Regions from separate parts of the Pan troglodytes genome. Here region 2 is linked to region 1. A link is a contact called in public HiChIP or PLAC-seq data. All regions are on one chromosome and are shown on one strand. The core of a region is the stretch at or near the end of the contact, and the rest is flanking DNA. Distances in the headings are between cores, read along the strand shown.

Region 1 (4,452 bases), core at 455-2,954:
GGTGCAATGTTCATTTGAGATTTTTTTTTCTTTTTTTTTTTTTTTTTTTTTTGGCGGGGGGACGAGTCTCGCTCGCTCTGTCGCCTAGCTGCAGTGCAGTGACATAATCTCGGCTCACTGCAACCTCCGCTTCCCGGGTTAAGCGATTCTCCTGCCTCAGCCTCCCAAGTAGCTGGGACTACAGGCATGCATCACCACGCCCGGCTAATTTTGTATTTTTAGTAGACACTGGGTTTGACTGTGTTGGCCAGGCTGGTCTCGAACTCCTGATCTCAGGTGGTCCGCCCGCCTCGGCATCCCAAAATGCTGGGATTACAGGCTTATACCACCATGCCCGGCCAAGATTCATGTTTTTATTTAAGTTATTAAAATCTCCTTCAATTCCTCACAAATTCAGAATTTTTAAACAGGAACATATGTTAAATTTTTATCAAATTATTCCCTGGAATCTTAAATACGCTTTAAAGATCACTTTGTCTTAAAAATACACACGCAGTAAATGACAGTCCGTGCAGCTAATTCTTGGTACTTCAGGGAAACTGATCTCCCAAGAAAAATCAGGCTGCGGGACGACCCAGTACGCTAAACACCGACTTGCAACCGAAATCTCTAACCACCACAATGTCTTGGGGAAATGCGTGTGGACTCGCCACCTTTGCCAGCTGGCGGTGACTCAACAAGAGCCCGACACCAAGTCTAAGTCAATCCTTAACACTGTGGAGTCTGTGATCGGGACTGGGATCTTTTGCAAAATTGTGATTCTACCTGGTCTGCTGAAGTTTGGGCCGACGCTGCGCTCAACTGCAGTTAACACTTCCCAGTTCATGGTTCACTTTTAAAGTGTCCAAACTACGCCCGGCATCTGTCTTCCTGTTGTCACAACTTTTTCAAAAGTGCAGAACTAGGGCAAGGCTAACGAGAGAGCCCGGACCCGACAACGACACGCACCTTTGTCCCCAGCGCCGACGCGGGCCGCAGACGTCCCCCCGCGGCGGTCCTCATGCCGGTCCCCGGGCGGCGGCGCAGCTAGCGGTCGGCTCCTAAGCCGTGGCTCCCAGCGGGCGGGCGGCCCGCGCCTCGGCCCATGGCCGGGTCCCCGCGCCCAGGGGAGCCTGGTGTGCCGCGCCGCGCGCCGGCCCAGGAGGAAGCGAAGAAATGCCAACTCGACGTCCGCGCAGCCACTCCGGGGACACCAGGGGGTCGGGGGAGCAGCCTCCGGTCGCCCCAGGAGAACTTGCGGCGCGGGACCCCGCGCTCAGACGGCGCCTCCGAAAGCGGCCGTCGGGAGGAGCGCTCCAAAGAACACGGGCGGCGGGAGCGGACGGGCGCGGATACCGGGGCCTCCCGGCCTGCGGCCAAGCAGAGTCGCCGGGCGCGGGAGCCCAGACCCGGCGGAGACTGAGTTCCAGGCCGCGCCGAGCTCCGTCAGGGTAGCTCACTGGCGCTGCGACGGGGCCGACCAGCGCCTCGGGCTCGGGAATGGCCCCGGGGCCCGCGCCGGACCAACGGGCGTAACGGAAGCGCCGAGAGGGGAGGGGCGCGGAGTCCAAGACCCGGGGGCGGGGCGAGCCGCGAGGCCGGCTCCCTCTCGCGCTCAGCCGGTCGCACCGTCGCCGCCGCCGCCGCCTCAGACCGCGGGCGCTTCGTTGTCACGAGCCGAAGGGAGGGGGAAGGAGCCGGGAGTCTCTGCGCTCCGGCGCGCGGAGACCGCGGCGCTCGCGTCACGTGCCCCTCGGTCGGCCAATGATCCCCGACGGGCGCGGTGACGTCAGAGAAGCGGCGTGGCCGGTGACAGCCGGCCCCCGTCACGTGGTCGGGCCCACTCCAATGGGCGGCGCCGGGGCGACTTGCTGTTCCCAGCGGCCCGTGCGTCGGCGGTGGTTGGGTGGTAAGATGGCGGCTGTGAGTCTGCGGCTCGGCGACTTGGTGTGGTGAGTACGAGCGGCCGGGCCAACCGAGACGCGCCGGGGAGCTGCCCGCCTGGGCGCGGGGTTCGCTGCCGGCCCCGGAGCTGCCTTTTTATGCGCTCCAGGTCGCGGAGAGAGGGGAAGAGAAGGTGCCGGCGCTTGCGAGCGGCGCCAGGCGGAAGGGGCAGTCTAGTCCCGGGGGACCGAGGCCGAGGGTGGCCACGGCGGGCACCGGCTTTGATCCCCGAGGCCGGCTGGGTGGGGTCTGCACTCGGGGCCCAGATACTGGCGGCCCCCGTGAAGGGAGCCGCCGGTGCCGCGAGGCTTCCCCGGACGACGGGTCCCCGGGGTCTTGCTGGGGCTTCCCGGAAAGCAGAAGCGCCGGGGACAGGACCTGCGAGTCCATCTCGCCGGTGCCATTCGGTCAAAGCCCAGGTTGCGATGCAGCCGACCTGTGCGGGCGGCTCAGCCGGGGGTGTCTAAGCCAGACTGCTGGCGTTGCCCCGCGAAGAAATGGCGGGGGGAGTTCTTTACAACCGATGGCTTGGCAGTGACCAGTGCAGGCTTGGGTGCCTCCCGCGGTCTGCTTCTGTGTCCCAGACAACCGCCCGAACCAAGACTGATTGTCGCCGCCTCCCTCGAGCTGCGTAGCTTGTTTCTCCACCCAGAGGAAGGCTTCCATTAGCATTTGTCAAAGCCAGGCAGGTCTCCTGTTGAATTAAGCCAGACTTAGGGAGGGAAAGTCTGTGTTTACAAAGGAAGCTGTCTTCCCACCCCCGTCATTAAGAAGCTCTAGACAAGTGACTTTTGACAGTTGTGTTGTTCTGTATTCCTTGTCAACAGAAGAATGGATATACGTTGTGCACATAAGTATACAATTTTGCATTTTACTTCTGAGGGTGTTGGGCCCAGCTGTGAAAGCTTTTGTTTCGGCATTTGAGGATGCCAGCGGAGATTTAGGAAAATAAATTGCGTATTGAGTGGGTTGAAGGAGATGGACTGGCTTTTCCAGGGCAAGTGTTGACTCTTTGTGTTTTCTCTAGGGGGAAACTCGGCCGATATCCTCCTTGGCCAGGAAAGGTGAGTGTCTTGCTACTAAAGGAAGATATCTGAAGTTGGGTTTGAGGAGGTGGAGAATGTAAGATGCATTCCTCTCAGTTTCTAGTATTGAGTTAAATTGGGCTCATTCAGATGGCACTTAGAATTTTTTTTCCCCTAGTATCGGTTATTTTTTAAAAGGCAATGCAGTATACACCAGATCATTAAATCTGCTCTAAACGCTTATTTCTTGATTTAGAGGAGGTTTATGAAGTTTCTTTTTTAACCCCGGAAATAATCCTAGTCTGAATTTAGCTTCATGCTTAAATGTAACAAAAGGAGAAGAAAATATAAATTATCCAGGAAGAAAGTCTAAATGTAGGTTAGTGAAAAGCCAAAGTATTTTTGTCCCAACTAAGTTTAAATCTTCTTTCCATGTTACCATATGTGCTACTCCAGTGCCTCTTTGCAGAAGTTGGCATTCCAGATTTTGCATGAGGTGATCCATCATTGCTTTCCAAATGTTGTGTTTTTATATTCTTGCTTGGAGCCCGGGAAGTGTCTTTAGATGGTCTCTTTGCAATATGGTGTTTTCTGTGCCTCGGTTGTCCTTTGTTTTCACTATGTCCTGTGTCAACCCTTCCTGCACAGGAAGTATTTCAAAGAGTGTCGTCTGCATTTTTTCAGTAATGATGGGGTCACATTGGGGCAGGGGTGGGGTGGTGGGGGGCAGGGGATGCTGTTGATCTTAGTTTTAACTGCTTGTAAAACAGGGCCACTGCAGTAAAAGGGATATTGTGTCTACTGAGCACTGTGCTACATGTTAAATATTGGGAACTTCTAGAATATCTACACATTTCCATACACCTCAATAGAAAAATGGGAGATTTAGACAAGTACTAGGCCTTGGGTTCTGTTTTGTATATAAATAAATTTATTTGTAAGTAAGTCCTTTTAATTTACTTTTTTCTTAGCAACGTAGAACTGTGTAGAGCAATGTGGAGCCACTAGAAAGTGGGCTGCTGTGTTGCCAGCCAAACTTTTTCCCCCCTTTTATCCTCCAGATTGTTAATCCACCAAAGGACTTGAAGAAACCTCGCGGAAAGAAATGCTTCTTTGTGAAATTTTTTGGAACAGAAGATCAGTGAGTAGTACTCACCAGGAGTCTCCCTTCGCCTTTCTTTCTGTGTTACCTGGAGTCTGAGCTGCTTTGAAAATATTCTAAGGATCCTTAGTTCAGTCTTCTTATAATGTATAATACTGGCATCTCATTCTGCCTTCATACCTAAATAAAGGTGCGATTTCTTGCAGAAATTGCCCTAGACAACTGTCCTAGGTCTATAACTAAGTCAGGCAAGAACTAGGTTCATTTACCTTCTAACTATAACAATCACATTGAAATAGTTTCTCACATGTTTCTTTACCCAACTCCAAAGGCAGTTCCTTTTTGTTTATTTTTGAGACAGAGACTTACTCTGTCACCCAGCCTGGAGTGCAGAGGCAGTCT
Region 2 (4,445 bases), core at 872-3,371, 110 kb before region 1:
GGTTAAGCAGTCAGTGCTGGGGTGGGACAGATGGGGGTGGATGCTAATGTTTCTTACACTTTCAATACATTAATTTACAAGACTTCGGTGTAATAACAGCGACAGCATATTTTGTGAGCTCCTACTGTGTGCCCGGCACACCGCAAGGAGCACCAAGAACTATTTCGTTTACTCCTCCCCGCAACCTCATAGCATTGTCCCCATGTTACTGAGCAGGGAAGTGAAGCTGAGAGGCAGAGGGATGGAGCCAAGAAGGAATTCCACATCCACCTATGTCCAGCTTCTGCCCCCAGGGTGCAAAGACCAGTGATCCTGGGGGCCAAGGATCTGGCAGCCAATTCTAGGCCTCCAACTGACTTGCTGCACAACACAGAGTACATCACAAAGCAAACCTACCCACTCATTCTCTCTCTCGTCCCAGTGTCAGCTTCCTTGAAGGGGAGGGAAGGGGGTCTGTGAGCAGAAGGAGGGCTCTGTGGTCAAATGTGAGGTTCTAGAGTCTCCTCTGTGGGGATCTCAGCCCCGACTCCACTTCTGCATAGATATAGAACTTGGTGTCATCCCTTCACCTGTCAAAGCCTCAGTTTCATGGAGGTTAAATGGGAAAATAACAGCTATCGGGAATTGGAAGAAACATCATCTGTTAAGACAGTGCTGTAAACATTCAATAAACAGCTGTTGTCATTATCACCACCATTCCATTTATCACTGTGATATGCCATTATATGAAATGACGGCAGTGGCTTGGCCCCTGATACCTTTGCTTTCTATCAGGAGAGTCTAAAGTAAGGGAGCAGGTCAGCTTCAACAAGGAGAAGGAAGAAAGACTTTGTGTTTTGGTCACTGGGCCGAGGATAGGATGGTTGGACAGAGGGGTCACTGGTTAGAAGTTAAACCCACCACGTCAGCTGAGTAACTCACTAATTCCTTCTGATCTGGGAGTCTAAGGAGCTCCGTCTTCCTACCGCCATAGCTGATCTCAAGTCCCTCCAACTGTCACATGGGGGCCCAAGAATCAGGAGTCACTCACCGCCATGACCAGCTCAAACGGATACTTGTAGACTCGGACAGGAGACTGGTATCTCTGCACCATGTTCACGCTGGAGCACCAATGGAGGTCACCAGGCAGGGGTGTGCACGGAGCCTGGGGTGAGGAGTGACTGGTGAGGTTGCAGCTCCCACCTCGGGAAGCAGGGACACCACCCACCAAGTGTAAGGGGCAGCCCCTGGCCCCACCCACACAGCTCCCCAGCCTTCAAATTGAGAAGGCTGATATTACCCCCAAATTACTCCAGGCCAAGCCCCAACAGCTTCCCTGTCATTAGCCATGGCCCCAGACCACGCTCAGCCTTCCAAGAGCAGTCAGCACCCCCAAACTTTCCTCTACCCCCACCCCTTCACACTGAGGGCCCCCAGAAGCCTTACGGCCACCCACACAGACACACACACATTTGCAATTCTTACACTCCCACGGTTCTCTTCACGCATGCACCCCGCAGCTTGCCACAGACTTGCTGGCCTACAGCCCACCCCCAAGTCTCCTTGCACCTGCCCTCCCATTTTCCTCCCAGACACCCTGAAATACACACACAGCCTTCACCACATTTCACAGCACTGTCTCTATCACACACATGCACACACGCAGGTTTCCCTCCCACACGGGACTGCTTTTGCACACGCCTCCAACTTTGCACACACACCCTGAAACACGCACCTGCCCAACTCCACGCACGCAATTCCCCTGGTGTGCACAGACGTGCACACACGCACACACACCCGTGCGCACATGCAGACACACGTACACACACGTAGAGGCACTCGCACACACAGGTCCCCGCAGCTTTGCTCACCCTCGCCCTCGGGAGCCTTTGGGAATGCAGCCTAGGGGAAGTGCCCTGGAAGCCCGCCTGGCTCGCGAGCTGAGCGCTTACGGGCTCCCGCGCCCGCCTGGCCTGGAGCGCAGCGCCTGAGGCGGGGCCCGATCGCGGCTCGCTAGCCTGGTGTGTCCCGCCTTGAACACCCTGCAAAAAGGAACGCTGTGGAAGGCCGGAGGGGCGGGAGCGAGACCTGCCGGGCCGAGAGAGCTCCAGGACCCGGGACAGCGGAGATCCTGGCCTGGCCCCGCCCCTGACCGGGCCCCGCCCACGTCCCCGGCCATGGCCCCGCCCAGGTTGGCCCCGCCCCCTAACTTGTCCCGCCCCACTCTGGCCCCGCCCCAGGCGAACTCCCCCCTGGTTCTAGCCCCGCCCCTTGTTTTTAGATGTCTCTCGTTTGACCACGCCCTCAGCCCAGTCCTTTCTCTAGATTGGTCATACCTCAGGAAGTCCCCTCCCCCTTCACTGGCCCCGCCCTCCAAGGTCCTCAGCCTCTGGAATGGTCGGCCACAGGACGACCCCGCCCTAATCTAGCTCTGCCTCCAAGCGGACCCTGAGTCCGGGCCGATCCGCCCCGGACCCTGCGTCTGGCCGACAGTACTGTTTACATTTGTAGATAAGCACAGTTTACGCTTTTCTTGCTCAGATTAACCTCGCCCTCGTCCCGCTGCACTTGGGTCTGACTGGCTCCTCCACCTGTCCCCGCCCCACGGCCCGCGCATGCACCTTCGCCCACTCTGCACACCTTCACAGAGCGCCTGCTGGGGGTCAGCCCTGTCCAGGCGCTGGAGAGCCGCCGGTGAGCCACACGCACGAATCCCTGCCCTCGTGGAGTTTATACTACGGTGGGGAGACAGACACTCAATAAATAAGGCAAATATATGATGTGTGAGGTGGTGAAAAACTCTCACGAGAGAAAAATAAGCAGGAAAGGGGCTCAAGGAGCCAGCGGAGAGAAAGGACAATTTAAAACAGGTAAGAAGCCGGGCGCCATGTCTCACGCCTGTAATCCAAACACTTTAGGAGGCGGAAGCGGGAGGACCGCTTGAACCCAGGAGTTGGAGACCAACCTGGGTAACATAGCAAGACCCTATCTCTACAAAAAAATTTTTTTTTCGTTTAGGCAGGGCGCGGTGGCTCACGCCTGTAATCCCAGCACATTGAGAGGCCAAGGCGGGCAGATCAGCTGAGGTCAGGAGTTCGAGAACAGCATGGCCAATATGAGGAAACCCCGTCTCTACTAAAATACAAAATTAGCCGGGCATGGTGGCGTATACTTGTAATCCCAGCTACTCGGGAGGCTGAGGCAGGAGAATCGCTTGAATCAAGGAGGCGGAGGTTGCAATGAGCCGAGACTGCGCCATTGCACTCCAGCCTGGGCAAGAAGAACAAAGCTCGGTCGCAAAAAAAAAAAAAATTAGCCAGGCGTGTTGGCACGTGCCTGTGGTCCCAGCTCCTCAAGAGGCTGAGGCAGGGGGATCCTTTGAGCCCAGAAGTTCAAAGCTGCAGTGAGCTGTTACCTGGCCACTGCACTCCAGCCTGGGCAACAAAGCAAGACTCTGTCTCAAAATAAATAAGTAAATAAATAAATAAAACAGGGAGTAAGGGGGCCTCCCTTGGGAGAGTGACATTTGTCCATCACTCTCATTTTAACTCACACTTAACCCCTTTCAGCCCTCCCAGGACTCCCAGGGGACCAACCTTGCTCCCAGAAGTCCTGCCTTGCCACTCCTCATCTGTTTAGCCTACAAGAGCCAAGAAATTGGCTCTGGACAGTGCTGTCATCCATGTATTCACTCATTCAACATTTACTGAGCACCTACTACGTGCCAGCGTGGGGTGAATTCACCCCTTCAAGCAGGGGAAGTCAGAGGTGGCCAGGGAGATGGACAACCCCTGATATATTTAGAGTATGTCACTGCACCCTGTGAAAACCACCTCTCTGCCCTTCCTAGCCTGCATCACATTCTAATATTGCATTTATTCGTTTTATGTATCTGTGGGTTCCTGGAGGTCTCTCTCAGGAGACTGTGAGCTCCCTGAGGGCAGGGGCAGTGGCTGCCTTATTCAGCTGCCCGCATGTTGGGAAGGATCTTACTGGGGACCTGGCAGGCAGGCAGCAGGTGCCCAGCACACTCTTGGCTTGGGTAATCAAGGGCGGAAATGGGACACAAAGTTCCCATCCCTGTCGCAAGGTGGCAGCAAATGATAGCCCATGGCTCCTGGAGTAACACAAGGGTGAGTAGGTGGGGGACATGGGATCCAGGGATGACTCTCCTAACCCGGGCTCATCCAGGAAATGCCCAGCTCTGCCCAGGCATCGCCACAGAGCAAAGTGAACGTTAACACCGTTAGCTGCTGTTACCACCACGAAAGGCGTTAAGTCCGCCTCTCCTGCTGCCCAACATTGAGGGAGGACAATGACTCTGCGTGGGAGACAGAGGTGTGACAGCCCTGCGGGTACAGAGAGCTCAAAGTGGAAACTGGGGCCTGGAGGGGAGTGAGAACCCCACTCCCTCCTCCTCCAGCCCCAGGGAAGGGAATTAATAACGCCACCAACACTCACTCCAG

Evidence for each region. HiChIP or PLAC-seq counts read pairs in DNA pulled down with a chosen protein or histone mark.
Region 2: a contact with region 1 is called in an H3K4me3 HiChIP or PLAC-seq map of stem cell-derived excitatory neurons, with 4 times the contacts expected there. The contact joins the promoter of SEC14L5 here to the promoter of GLYR1 in region 1. A contact is called at or near these places in 1 of 7 Hi-C or Micro-C datasets (stem cell-derived neural progenitor cells) and 1 of 1 datasets of contacts at active chromatin or transcription factors (stem cell-derived excitatory neurons).

The regions. Positions count from the first base shown.
Region 1 is chr18:7,492,004-7,496,455 of NHGRI_mPanTro3-v2.0_pri, reverse strand. GLYR1 (glyoxylate reductase 1 homolog) reads left to right here and starts at 1,704. Exons shown (of 18, transcript XR_010152255.1): 1 at 1,704-1,931; 2 at 2,951-2,987; 3 at 4,010-4,089. UBN1 (ubinuclein 1) reads right to left here and starts at 1,521. Exons shown (of 17, transcript XM_063796595.1): 1 at 949-1,521.
Region 2 is chr18:7,601,709-7,606,153 of NHGRI_mPanTro3-v2.0_pri, reverse strand. SEC14L5 (SEC14 like lipid binding 5) reads right to left here and starts at 2,121. Exons shown (of 16, transcript XM_016929366.3): 1 at 1,851-2,121; 2 at 1,031-1,144. The coding sequence starts at 1,093.